Regions from separate parts of the Mus musculus genome. Here region 1 is linked to region 2. The links are chromatin contacts, called in public Hi-C maps. All regions are on one chromosome and are shown on one strand. Each heading gives the region's core, a stretch centred on a gene start, on an enhancer-like site or on the middle of the called end of the contact. The rest is flanking DNA. Distances are from core to core; before and after follow the strand shown.

The links. Hi-C and Micro-C count contacts between places; a contact is called where the count stands out from the background.
Region 1: a Hi-C map of the C2C12 cell line shows a contact between it and region 2, with 4 times the contacts expected there. The contact joins two enhancer-like sites. A contact is called at or near these places in 10 of 484 Hi-C or Micro-C datasets (the C2C12 cell line, the HPC-7 cell line, bone marrow-derived macrophages and 4 more) and 6 of 115 datasets of contacts at active chromatin or transcription factors (the HPC-7 cell line, the NIH/3T3 cell line, embryonic stem cells and 2 more).

Annotation. Positions count from the first base shown.
Region 1 is chr2:84,262,432-84,268,685 of GRCm38.p6, reverse strand. No RefSeq gene overlaps it. Among named protein-coding and RNA genes, the nearest start is that of Calcrl, 160 kb to the left of the region's middle. Within about 2 kb of position 2,280, at least 16 of the 459 cell types and tissues checked have an H3K27ac peak or open chromatin away from gene starts, as enhancers often do. A contact at or near this core is called in the C2C12 cell line and bone marrow-derived macrophages, where this site is marked.
Region 2 is chr2:84,035,134-84,040,914 of GRCm38.p6, reverse strand. No RefSeq gene overlaps it. Among named protein-coding and RNA genes, the nearest start is that of Zswim2, 97 kb to the right of the region's middle. Within about 2 kb of position 1,549, at least 4 of the 459 cell types and tissues checked have an H3K27ac peak or open chromatin away from gene starts, as enhancers often do. A contact at or near this core is called in the C2C12 cell line and bone marrow-derived macrophages, where this site is marked.

The sequences.
Region 1 (6,254 bases), core at 1,031-3,530, 230 kb before region 2:
AGTTGGGCAATGTAGAGAGAGTGAGAGGCTCTGGAACTCGGCTCTAAATGGGATGTCTTTAGACATCCAAAGCCCCTTAAAGTTTAGGGATCTACATGGAAGAAAGAAGATTTTAAGAGCCAGCGGTGGTGGATGGCTACAAGGAAACAACATCATCTCGATACATAGGAGTGATGCACAAATGAGGTCACAGAGACAATCCTGACAACATACACATGACATCACAGGTCCAAACCAGACCAAATCCCAACACTGAGAAGTAGAATCCCACCTCTAACAAAGAAGCTGCAATTGAATGCAGTCACAATTGATACGTTCTACAAAAGTGAAAAATCAATTTAGTTGGCCAGTGTAAACTAGACCGCATTTCTTGTGTGCTTTTTGTGTTGTCTTTCCTTGTTGGCCTCTGTCTGTATGTGTGAGTCTCATATTTTGATTTTTATATATTTTTTAAAAACAGAGAGAGAGAGAGAGAGAGAGAGAGAGAGAGAGAACGTGAAATTATCTGAGTTTGGAGATGAGAGGATCTGGGAAGAGTTGAGAGAAGGTAAGTATGATCAAAATATATTATGTGAAACATTTAAATAATAAAAATACATTTATAAAAAAATCAAACAAGTGAGCAAGCAAAATCTCTGTATTTGGTAATCATTTGAAATCTCTAGGGCCTGTGATGCAGAAATAGATGGAGCTAGGCAGAGTCCCTTGGCTCCCTAGGCAACCTGTCTGGTGTGATTAGCAAGCTGCAGGCCAGTGACAGATCCTGCCTCAAAGGACAAGAAGTATTGTGCCTGAGGATAAATGACCCCTGAGATTTGTGCTCATACACAAACATATGCATGCACCCCTCAAAAACCCAAGTTAATGGGTAATCAAATTGTGGTACATGCAGGCAAAGGAATATTTCTCAGCAATAGCAAAAGCCACTAAAATATGGATGAACCCTGTCATTTGCTGAGTGAAAGAAGCCAGTATGAAAAGGATACAAACTGTATGAAGTTAATGATGTGAACCTCAGGAAAAGGCAAAACTACAGAACAGAAAGATCTACCTACAGCAATTAGGTGGGAGGGGAGGAGGATAATATGGAATATTTGGAACATGTAGGACAATGAAACTAGTTTTTAAGTTACTATAATGGTGACTATGGAACTTCCCACAGTTTTCAAAAATACATAAAGTTATACAATAGTGGATCCTAATAAAATTAATTAATTTCAGTTAATGTGATGTTCTGGTTTATTAATGTTAAGAAATATGACTTTCTGTTAAAGATCAGAGTCCTTGTAAACAGGGGAGCAAGGCAGTTCGTGGGAACTCTGACTCACTTAACTTCCTGTAAGTCAAAACTAATTATAGCTCGTTAACTAAAATATTAATTAATGTGGTAATAACAGTTGGAACTAGGTTCACTGAAACCTTCTCGATAAGCACTGTACTGGCTGGTTTTGTGTGTCAGCTTGACACAAGCTAGAGTCATCAGAGAGGAAGGATCGTCAGTTGAAGAAATGCCTCCATGAGATCCAGCTGTAAGGCATTTTCTCAATTAGTGGTCAATGTGGGAGGGACTAGCCCATTGTGGATGCTGCCGTCCCTGGGCTGGTGTTCCTTAGTTCCATAAGAAGGCTAGCTGAGCAAGCCGGGAGAAGCAAGCAAGTAAGCAGCACCCTCTATGGCCCCTGTATCAGCTCTGGCTTCCTGTTCCAGCTCTGCTTGAGTTCCTGTTCTGACTTCCTCCATTGATGGATTGTGATCTGGAAGTGTAAGCCAAATAAACCCTTTCCTCCCCAACTTCTTTTTTGGTCATGGTGTTTTGTTGCAACAATAGAAATTATATTAAAAGACTTATCAACATGAATTATTGTATAAAAATTGTTTTTTAAACAGCAGAGCAAAAGGTAATTTGTGACTCACTTAACAAAATATAATCTACTGTATCAAAATGAACTTTATTAGAAAATAACACTAATGTGTACAAGACAAATTATCCTAAAGGCCCGTGAATGACTATTTTTTACTTATTTTACAGTATTATTCAAAGTTATGATTCGAGACTGAGAATTAGCTCTGCCATGTTCTTGGTACATGGGATAGTTTGCCAGCACACAGCAGTAATTGAATATCTAAGGTTTGTCACCGTTGTTTTGTCTCCAATCCACACCATTGAGAAATTCCAGTAATTTTCTTTTTTTTTTTTATAGTTCTGGGGTGATGGGGAGTGACAGGGACAGGTGAGAGGAAACAGTTCTCAAGCAATTACAAATGTTTGCCTCTTCAATTTAATGGATAAGCTGTCCAGTGCTAAGATTTATTGTATGGCTTCTCCCCAGAGCACGGGGAGGGTGGGAGGGAGGGTCATTCATTGCCATTCCATCACGTGTTGAAGTGCAGCTGTGTTTCAGCAAATCCTGATGATTACACAGGGAGAAAACTCCCAGCAGTTGTTCAGACGTACATGGTTTTCACACATATCAGGTCTTCAGTGTTTACTAAAGTTGAAAATGTCAAAGTCAGACCACTTTCTACCTTAAACAATAGTAAAACTTTAATAGTGGGGGAAATTAAAAATGATTCTATTTTTCTAATCTTCAGACATTTTATCTTACTTTTACAAGTTCACTGATTAGATCTTTTAATTTTTGTTTCATATCTGAAAGGAAAAAATTAGTCAAAATGTTCACTAATTATTTCTTTCCTCAGAGGTAATAAACAATAAAGCAGTAATGATTAAATCCAGAATATATTGGTTTTCTATTTCTTTGAAGAGAAGAACTGAATTAAGGTAAATCAAAAAGCCTACCATGGACCCACTTTTAAGTGAAATGCATTAATTAGTTCCAACAGGAAAGCATGAATTACACACTTTGAAAAGTAATATAAAGTATATGCAATTGCATTTTGGAATTATAACTCATTTTTAATGTCAGTTTTTTATCAAAGTATTTAGTGGGAACAATGGCTATTTCAAGCCTAGGTGGCAGATGTGTATACTACCACAGGTCTTTGGGGATCCTGGTGTATGAATCAGGAGGGGTTAGGTCATCTTGGGAACAGAGCTGGGTGTGTGTGCTTCCTGTGAGAGTGTGTGGTCTTGGGCTTACTTGTTCTAGTGAGTTCATTAATATAAGAGTTTCACAGCAACACCATCAGAATAAAGGTCCCGCAGAGAGTTCCACATTCTAGTCTTTGTAAAATCGCATCAAGGGAAAATTAACGTTGTAGGTGACATTAGTTTGCTAATTTAGTATCCTTGATACAAAGAGATTCTCATTCCATCATAGTTTGTAAAAGTATGTTTCCTTTAATACCAAAAAAAGAAGCAGAGTCAACCTAAAAATGACACAATGTGAGAAAAACTCAAATGGCCACTGGTCTCAGTTCAAATAATGTGAGCAGCTTCTAGCACTTGGGAAGGCATGGTAAAATTTCCCCTAGGGAACATCAGGAGGTATTCAGCAATACTGATTTCTCAATTTCAGCCAATGAGACTCAGTTCAAACTTCTGACCCCTTGAGCTGTAAAGTACTAAATTTATGTGGTTCTAACCCACTAATGTGGCAATCTGTTACAGAAGCAACAGGAAACTGATTGCATTTTCTCTATCCCTATAATAAACACCTATTTTAGAAAACCTTTATTCTGGGTACAAGGCACCTAGAATGACAATCTTTGTGGCCTGAAGAGATCTCTCAGTGGGTACAGGGATTAGTACTCAAGAATGAGAATTTGAGTTAGGAATTCTGGCATCCATTTAAAAGCTAGGCATGGCTACATTTTCCTCCTACCCCATGCTGGGTTGGGATAGAGACAAAATGATTCCAAGGATTTACTGGACAACCATTCTAGTACAAACAATGGGCTCCATGTTTAGTGAAAAAAATTCTTGCTCAAAACTTAAAGTAGAGAACAATACAGGAAGAATCCTGATATCGACCCCTGACCTGCACACTCATGCACATACTTACCCCTGACCCCCCACCCCCAGTCTACTTGACTGTTCTACACTGCTTTTGGCTTAAACTTAATGATGCATGTTTTACAATATGATCACCAGCCTAAGATGTGTTACAGGTCACAGACATGAATCAGCTGTATTGGTTTCTTTCTAAGTGTACCATGATAAATTACCACGACTTGGCAGCTTAAAATAGCAGAAGTTTTGTCTTTTATAGTTCTGAAGATCAGGAATCCAAAATGAATGTGTTGGTAGGATTGCATTCCCTTTGCAAGCTCTTAAAGGAAATCCTTCCTCACTAGGGAGTTCTGAATGGTCTTGGCTTGAGGCTGCAAATTCCAGTGTCTGTTTTCACATGGACTTCTGTGCATGCTGTTCCCTTCTCATGTCATACAAGTCGCTTGTCATTGGGTTTGATGCCCATGATAACGCATGGAATCCCAGTTTGGGATTCTTCTGAATAAAATCCAAGTAGGCTTTTCCTTCGCAGGACCACCATTCAATTTACTGCACTGCTTTATGGGCTTCAAATCTACACTGTTTAATTTTATAGAAACTAAGAAAGTCCATTGTCATTAATATAGCCTTCAACTTTCATAAACTCTTGGCTTGCACAAACGATAAAAGAGAAGAATAACTCATTTAGTGACAATTTGGAGTAGTGAGTTTCACAGTCTATCAAAGGAATTGTAAAATCGTAAAAGCCAGTAGCATACCACTTTCAGATACACATACTACACAAAAAAGCAATTTTACCCTAGCCATGTGACTAAGAGGAACACTCAGAAGCAGTGAACACAGATAAGAACACCCTCGTGTCCAGCAACACTGATAAGAACAGCTGCTAAAATGAGCAAGTCTATATGTACTGGACACATTAATGAATAGCCTGAGCACCACATGGAGCTAAAGACATATACATGTTCAATAACTACATGTAGACACTTGACACACAGCCACAACTGAACAGGAAAAATGCAAGAGAAATAGTGGGCTTTCTGAGTACGGAGTTGTACCTAGGTAACTTCTGTAATGCTGCTAATGTCTTAGAGAGTTGGACAGAGTAACAGGTGCTTCTTTTATATGTATTTTTACATGTAATAATACACATGAAGCACAAACATAGAATACTTGTGACTGTACATATATATATATATAATGTAAACACATAGTCTATAATTATTTATGGACATTTATGTATGTATTTTAATTAAATCTGAATCCTACAATTATAATAACTATGACTCAAATAAATTGAAAGGGAGACAGAACTCTCTACTTATACAGTCCTTGAATATAACAGGGGAGAAAAGGCAAGCCATTACAGAAGGGTGAGGGAAGTTCTTTTCCAGACTGTAGTGTCAGTGGGAGGGGAATCATGCTTTGATTTCCTTTAGTATTCTATCAACCCATCTCTGATACTTGAAGAATCAAGATGAAAAGTGATGGGATGGAGTTGTAGTGCTGTGTGCTATGAGCACAGCAGGGTTGGTGTGGTGCTGCACAGAAGTGGGATTTACAGGAAGAAACAATATCTAGGGCTTCTGCTTTCCTCTTATCTGCAGATTCCCACCAGTTCAGTAGCCTAGAACAAGCTGGGAAAAATACTGCTGAGATAAAGAAAAAAAAATGCACAAATTAACTGTTGTTTTTTGAGACAGGGTTTCTCTGTGTTACAGAGCTCTGTTCTGGAACTTGATTTGTAGACCGGGCTGGCCTTGAACTAACAGAGATCCTCCTGTCTCCGCTTCCTGAGTGCTGGGAGTAAAGGTGTGCCCAGCTGCAGCTGTTAGATTTAAGAGAATCAAAAAGAAACCAGGACTTCCGCTATCAGTGAAGAGAGAAAATGGAGAAAGGAAACCTCCAGCTAAGGAATAAGGAGTAGGGAAGTTCTTGTGGCCATATAGGAAGAGGTAAAGAATAAAAACGTAGAGGAGGCTCCTGTCCTTTCTATTCTTATAATATTGAAACACACTCCCTACCAGTAAGCAGTAATGACATTAGGAAGCCTTAATGCAATACATTAGCTCAATTGGAAACAGAGGTGTCAATTTGACTTTGGAGAATGGCACAGAGGCATTCGTCTGTGATGGAAATGAGTATAAAAATTAGTTTAGGCTGATATATAAATCCAGGCACAGACAAATTGGGCCTGCAAACTTAATTATCCCTGCAGAACTGAATACTCCAGTTTCCACAGAACCTGGAAGTACTGGCAGCAATCAGGATTTTTGCCCCCAGGCCTGACCCAGAAAAAGAGGAAAAACCATACTTAAAATAGAGCTGACTTAGAGAAAGA
Region 2 (5,781 bases), core at 300-2,799:
TTGGTAATATTTGTTTTTCCATATTCAAAATGTAATGAAAGACTTATCATTTCTATTTCAGTCAATATTCTCTAAACCCAGAATTAATAATATAATTTTAATTTTTATAGTGCTATGAAATAACAATATATTACATTATTTTGGCTTTTAGATACTTAGTATACATTTCATAAGTCATATTTGTGGATATCATCATAATTTGACTGTTTTTCAGTCAAATATATAGCTCTTCCCTGTATTAAAAATGAAGTCTCATAAAGTACTTTCATGTGCATATCAAAGAAACTATAATCTTTCCAGTAAACCCCAACCTAAATTTCTTTCATAAGTAAACACCAAGTGTATAAACATAATATTAACAAGAGAATTTGACTAAATGCTTACTAGATATTATTTTGATAAAAAATTGAAAATTATGAATGCATGTGGCATTTTCTCTAATTGCATAAGGACAGGAAGGCTAAAGGAATGTTGCTTTATTTAAGCAGCTGAATTCTTTGGTCCGATGTCATCTAGACATGTCACAGGGCTTATTCTATATGGAAAGTAGTAGAAATAGGAGGAATACAAAGACTATGCGCTCAGCACTTTTATAATTTATATGGTTATTGTTTATGGTTTGAACATATACAAAATGTCATAGAGGATGAGAAGCTTGGAAATCATTTTTTAAAACTGATAGATCGCTTATGAGCTTGCACCCAGTGAACACTGGAAAGAATGTAGTTAATAATAGTTTGAAGGGTCAAAGGCAGCTAGGACATAACATAGTAACTTAAGAGTAAAGCAAACAGTTGTGGCACTATGCACAGAAGATGATGGGATTATGTCCAATAGGAACGTTTTGCTGTTCATATCATGGAATAACAAAAACTTCAGTCTTTCATTAGAGACATTTTTCTCCCAGTGAATCTTATGTTTATATTTTTATTTTATCTGTGTCATATAACTTACATATTCTGTTTTAATAAGTATTTATGCACCTATCTCCTCAAAGCCTTTAAAACCATGTGCTTCGTTGACACCACCTTGGAATTCCCAGAGTTGGACTTTAAAATTAAAATGAACTTACACCTACATTTTTCTCATCATTGGCCAAGAAGGACAAAACCTTCTTGTCCCATATGACACAAATTTGTTTAATTTTCTGGCACAACACAAGTTCTATAGCAGAAGCTCCAACTCAGAAAGCAGGTCTGACCCCTGCTCCCCCTGGGTGCCGTGTGTCATGTTTGCACCAGGGTACGTGTAAAGAAACATTTTACAAAGGACGATTCTAATCTATCTCTGCAGTTCACTAAACAATAAAGATTTTACAATTGTACCCTCTAAAAAGTATGTGTATGCCGTCAGGTACAACAATTCTGTTTATGGTTCTAAGACAATACGAAGTCAAAGTTTCTGACAACCCAAAGCATTGAAACACTGATAAGTGTAAACAGCATGAAGGGAAAAAACTGTGGGAAACTTTCGGAGTGCTGGGTGGGGTGGGGAAGTACTAGTATTTCTTCAGGATTCCCAGAAGTTTTCATGGAGCAAGCTGACGTGTGTCATAGCTGTGGCATTAAAAACAACAAATGTTTCAGGCAGGCAGTAAAACCATCAGATGAATTAAACTAGAAATGACCTGTGAGCCAGGCCCACATTGTAACTGAATACTTTGTCCAGATAGTATAAAGAGATTTTAAATGTTATTTAGGGTCTGTATATTTAGCTTTTATACATTAAGATACATGTTAGTAACTCTTGTTATGCACATTTCATTCTTGTGAGAATTTCTGATCAAGAAAAAATTTCATAGTGTATGTGTGCATGTTAAGGCTTACAAACATGTTGTGTGTGATGGCTGGATGGCTCAGCTGATAAAGATGCTTGCTGTACAACCCTGACAGCCTGCATTTGCTTTTCACTTAATGGTGAAAGGAGAGGACTGATTCCAGACTTTCTGACCAACACAGAGACAGACAGACAGACAGACAGACAGACAGACAGACACAGAGACAGAGAGAGAGACACACAGAGAGAGGGGAGGGGTATGGGTGCATGCACAGACCTTTAAAATTTTGAAGCTGTGTTGCTTTAGAGAGATCAAGGGGCTAAATGGGAGGGTTGGACAGAGAAAAGAGAAGGAGGAAATGATACTATTATAATTTCAAAAAGATAAAAGTTACTATAAAAAATTTAAGAATTTAAAAACCATATTCAATGTCACTTTCTCATTACATCTGCCTTCATGCATAAAGCAAAATATATACATAACTCATTTTATTTTAAATTTGGGGGCTTCTTTTATTAAATAACTGAAAGTTATTCTTGAAGGTTAGCCCACCTTTGACTCCCTAAGCTGGAAGAAACAATCTTACAGTCTTAGGAGAAATTATACTCAAGTCTATCAAAGAATACACTACAAGCATTCAGATGCTGTCTTGTGAAGGCATACATTTTGAAGAGATTGCATATGTGTTTCTCTCTTAAGAAACTTCACAATGGTCAGTAATGTTGCTCTTTGTATCAGAGATATTTTAAGCTTTTATTCCCCAACTATCTAATGAACTGTGGAGCATCACAGAACACAGCGTTACTATGTTCCAGTGTCTTCTCTTTAAAGGAAACATGCTATCAGAAGGAGAAACAGCAAGTTCTCCCAGGTTACAGACACCTTAGAAGAGGAATGTCAAATGTTCTCTTTACTCCAGATGTTCTGATTTTTCAGCATCTCAGCCTTCTGCTGGATAGCTCTGTCACACCCACTGATGCTGCAATAAATGAACTGCTGAGAGCAGTATCACTAACCCAGGCTCATCAGACCAGCAGTGGTGTGTGTGTGTGTGTGTGTGTGTGTGTGTGTGTGTGTGTGTGTGTGTGTGTGTGTCTGTCTGTCTGTCTGTCTGTCTGTCTGTCTGTGTGTGTCTGTGTGTGTGTGTGTGTGTGGTGTGTGTGTCTGTGTGTGAGTGAGTGTGTGTGTGTGATGTGTGTGTGTGTATGTGGTGTGTGTGTGTGTGTCTGTGTGTGTGTGTGTTTGTGAGTGAGTGTGTGTGTCTGTGTGTGTGTGTCTGTGTGTGTGTGTCTGTGTGTGTGTGTCTGTGTGTGTGTGTCTGTGTGTGTGTGTGTGTCTGTGTGTGTCTGTGTGTGTGTGTGTCTGTGTGTGTGTATCTGTGTGTGTGTGTGTCTCTGTGTGTGTGTGTGTCTGTGTGTGTGTGTGTGTGTGTTTGCAGAATGACAAAATATAAAGAGTCTAATATTTTTCATGCACTTAGCTTTTATTATGAAAGTACGTGGGTATGTGGTAAGGTCGGTTTGAACTTGGGGTCAGATAAAAAGGGCTTCTACTGAGGGGAAGGAGAAACACCAGCTGACCCGTAGAACTCACTGGCCTCTGGATGCACAACTTGGGAAAAGTTGGAAACAGTGTAATCTTTCACAGACCTCTCACTCCCTCTTGTGATCAGTAAGTGAAATGTAAATAGTGCCTACCGGCTTCAAGAGAGCTCCTGAATCCCAAACCTAGACTATAAATCCTAAGTATAATGAAGCAGATACAAAATAAGTTACACTTCTTCAAAAAACTCACTAAAAAGGAAATTCACCAGGATTTGGTGACTGTATTAAATTTGTATTTGTTGTTGTTGTTCAATAGGCACATATTTAAATGTCTCCATTTCTTCATACATAGGACTAAATTACTTGACAAAAAAATCAGAAGTCTTTAGGAGATTGTAAACTAGAACCACTGGCTTACAAGTCACACTTTTACTGAATACAGTGGTATCTGCTAGTCACTTAGTGACTGACTCGGTTGTAAGATCAACTTTCATTTTATGGGAGAGCTTGTGTTCAAATATGACATTTAACTTACCAGAAACCCTAAACCCAGGAGTTAGGGTGTTGACAATTCAGATATACCAAAAGAAACTATCAAGTGTTTAATTTAAATGAAAAGGTGGAAGTATAATAAGATGTTTCAAATGATCTTGAGGAAAACTACATTCTCAGAGACTTTATTACAGTACATCGTTATAATTGCTTTGTTATTAGTTATTATTGTCAATCTCTTACAATGCCTTAATTAGTTAAAAGTTGTCATGGGTATACATGTATAAAAAATGGTTTTGTATATATGGTGTTTGGTTTTATATGTGATCTGAAGCAGCAAATGAGATATACTAAAATATATCACTTGTAGGAACAGAGAAATTGTTGCTTCCACAGACACCTGTATTTAATAAAACTGGAAGATGGAACAAAGTGAAGTGTGACGGTACTCATACCTATAATGCCAGTTGTTGTGAGATAGAAGCAGGAAGGTCACAAGTTCAAGCCCAACCTGGCTACATGAGCTGTAGGTCAGCCTGGCAATTGTCAAGATTGGTCCGTAAGCCAACAATCAAAATTCTCAACATAAACAGTCTCCTTTGGGTTCTCAAAAAACAACTGAAGGAATCCAGTTGAAACCACCTGGTTTTAAATTTTAGATTAAAATGTAACTCAGATGTGTTGTTCTCTGCTAACCAGCATTGCACAGAGCCTTAATTTGCCTTTCCAAGAGTTTCAGTGTTCTCTATAGAAGCTCAGGACATCTGCTTAAACCTCCCCCTACTCAGTGCCTTATACCCCTTTTCTGCGACAGCACACAATTTCACAATGTGTTATATCTGTTTCTTTATGATGATTTCCGGTATATAACTGCAATACCAACCCCCCTCCATGCCCACATATGCATACCCACAAAAAAGGGAGCCACAGTGTAAACGTTGTTTCATGTATGGCCGTTGCAATCATAGGGTCATTTCTGGATATAAGAGTCTTTAACCTACAGTAATAATTCCCATCACACAATAAGAGAAGGTAGAGTGTCAAGCAGCAGCTCCATCCTGTGCCAGATTAGGAATACTCTCTACACTGCCTCAGTTGACTTCATGAAGCCCCCGGTATTAATTTAAATTACCTTTGGCTTATAGAGATGAAAACTTGAAGCCCTGATAACTGACTCACCCAGGGTTGCGTGTCTCTCTCGGTGGCTCCAGTTTTTACAAATAGGTTTGTTTAACTCTCAAGGCCAGGGCTGCTTACCCATACCAAATAAGGACATAATTTTGGTCCATGTATTTTTTTTTTCCGGTGAACTTTGGGTCTCAGATAAAGATAGCTATCCTCTCTTTCTATGTCTGACAACCTTTCTCTTGAGTCTTGAGTTATTCTCAGTCCTCAAATATGGAAACATTCTCAGAGTAAACAAATGAGTATTAGGTCATTAGACCAATTTTCACTTCAGTCCAAGAACTATCATTATTATTATTTATAGGATTTTATTGAGTGTTTTTTGCATGATGAAATACTGTATAATTCTAACCGAACTATATCATGTATCATTAAAGCATTTGGACAGTCATGGAAATTACTCTCTATTTATTGAAAGCTATAAGCCAATTCTGTGTTAGACACAGGAGATATCATGAACTGGTCACTGGAGTTTCTAACTGTTGAATCCTAGCAGTGGAGTGAAGATATAATGGGTTAAGCATCACAGTAGACATTAAAAACGAGGAAAGAAGCAGAACCGGAATCCCACTAGTCCCAGGCAGATCTGGAGATCCCAGGAAGTGTCCAGTGAAAGAGAAGATGACAGAGTTCCATGAAAAGGAAACACTACATGGAAATGGTCAAATTCAAGATAAGCTAGCAACAGTACTTTTCAGGATTTTGGAAGAGAAACCAGAGAAAGGACAGGTTGGGAAAGACATTTAAGTTAAGTTGAGAGATTGAAGTTTTGTTATGAGTAAA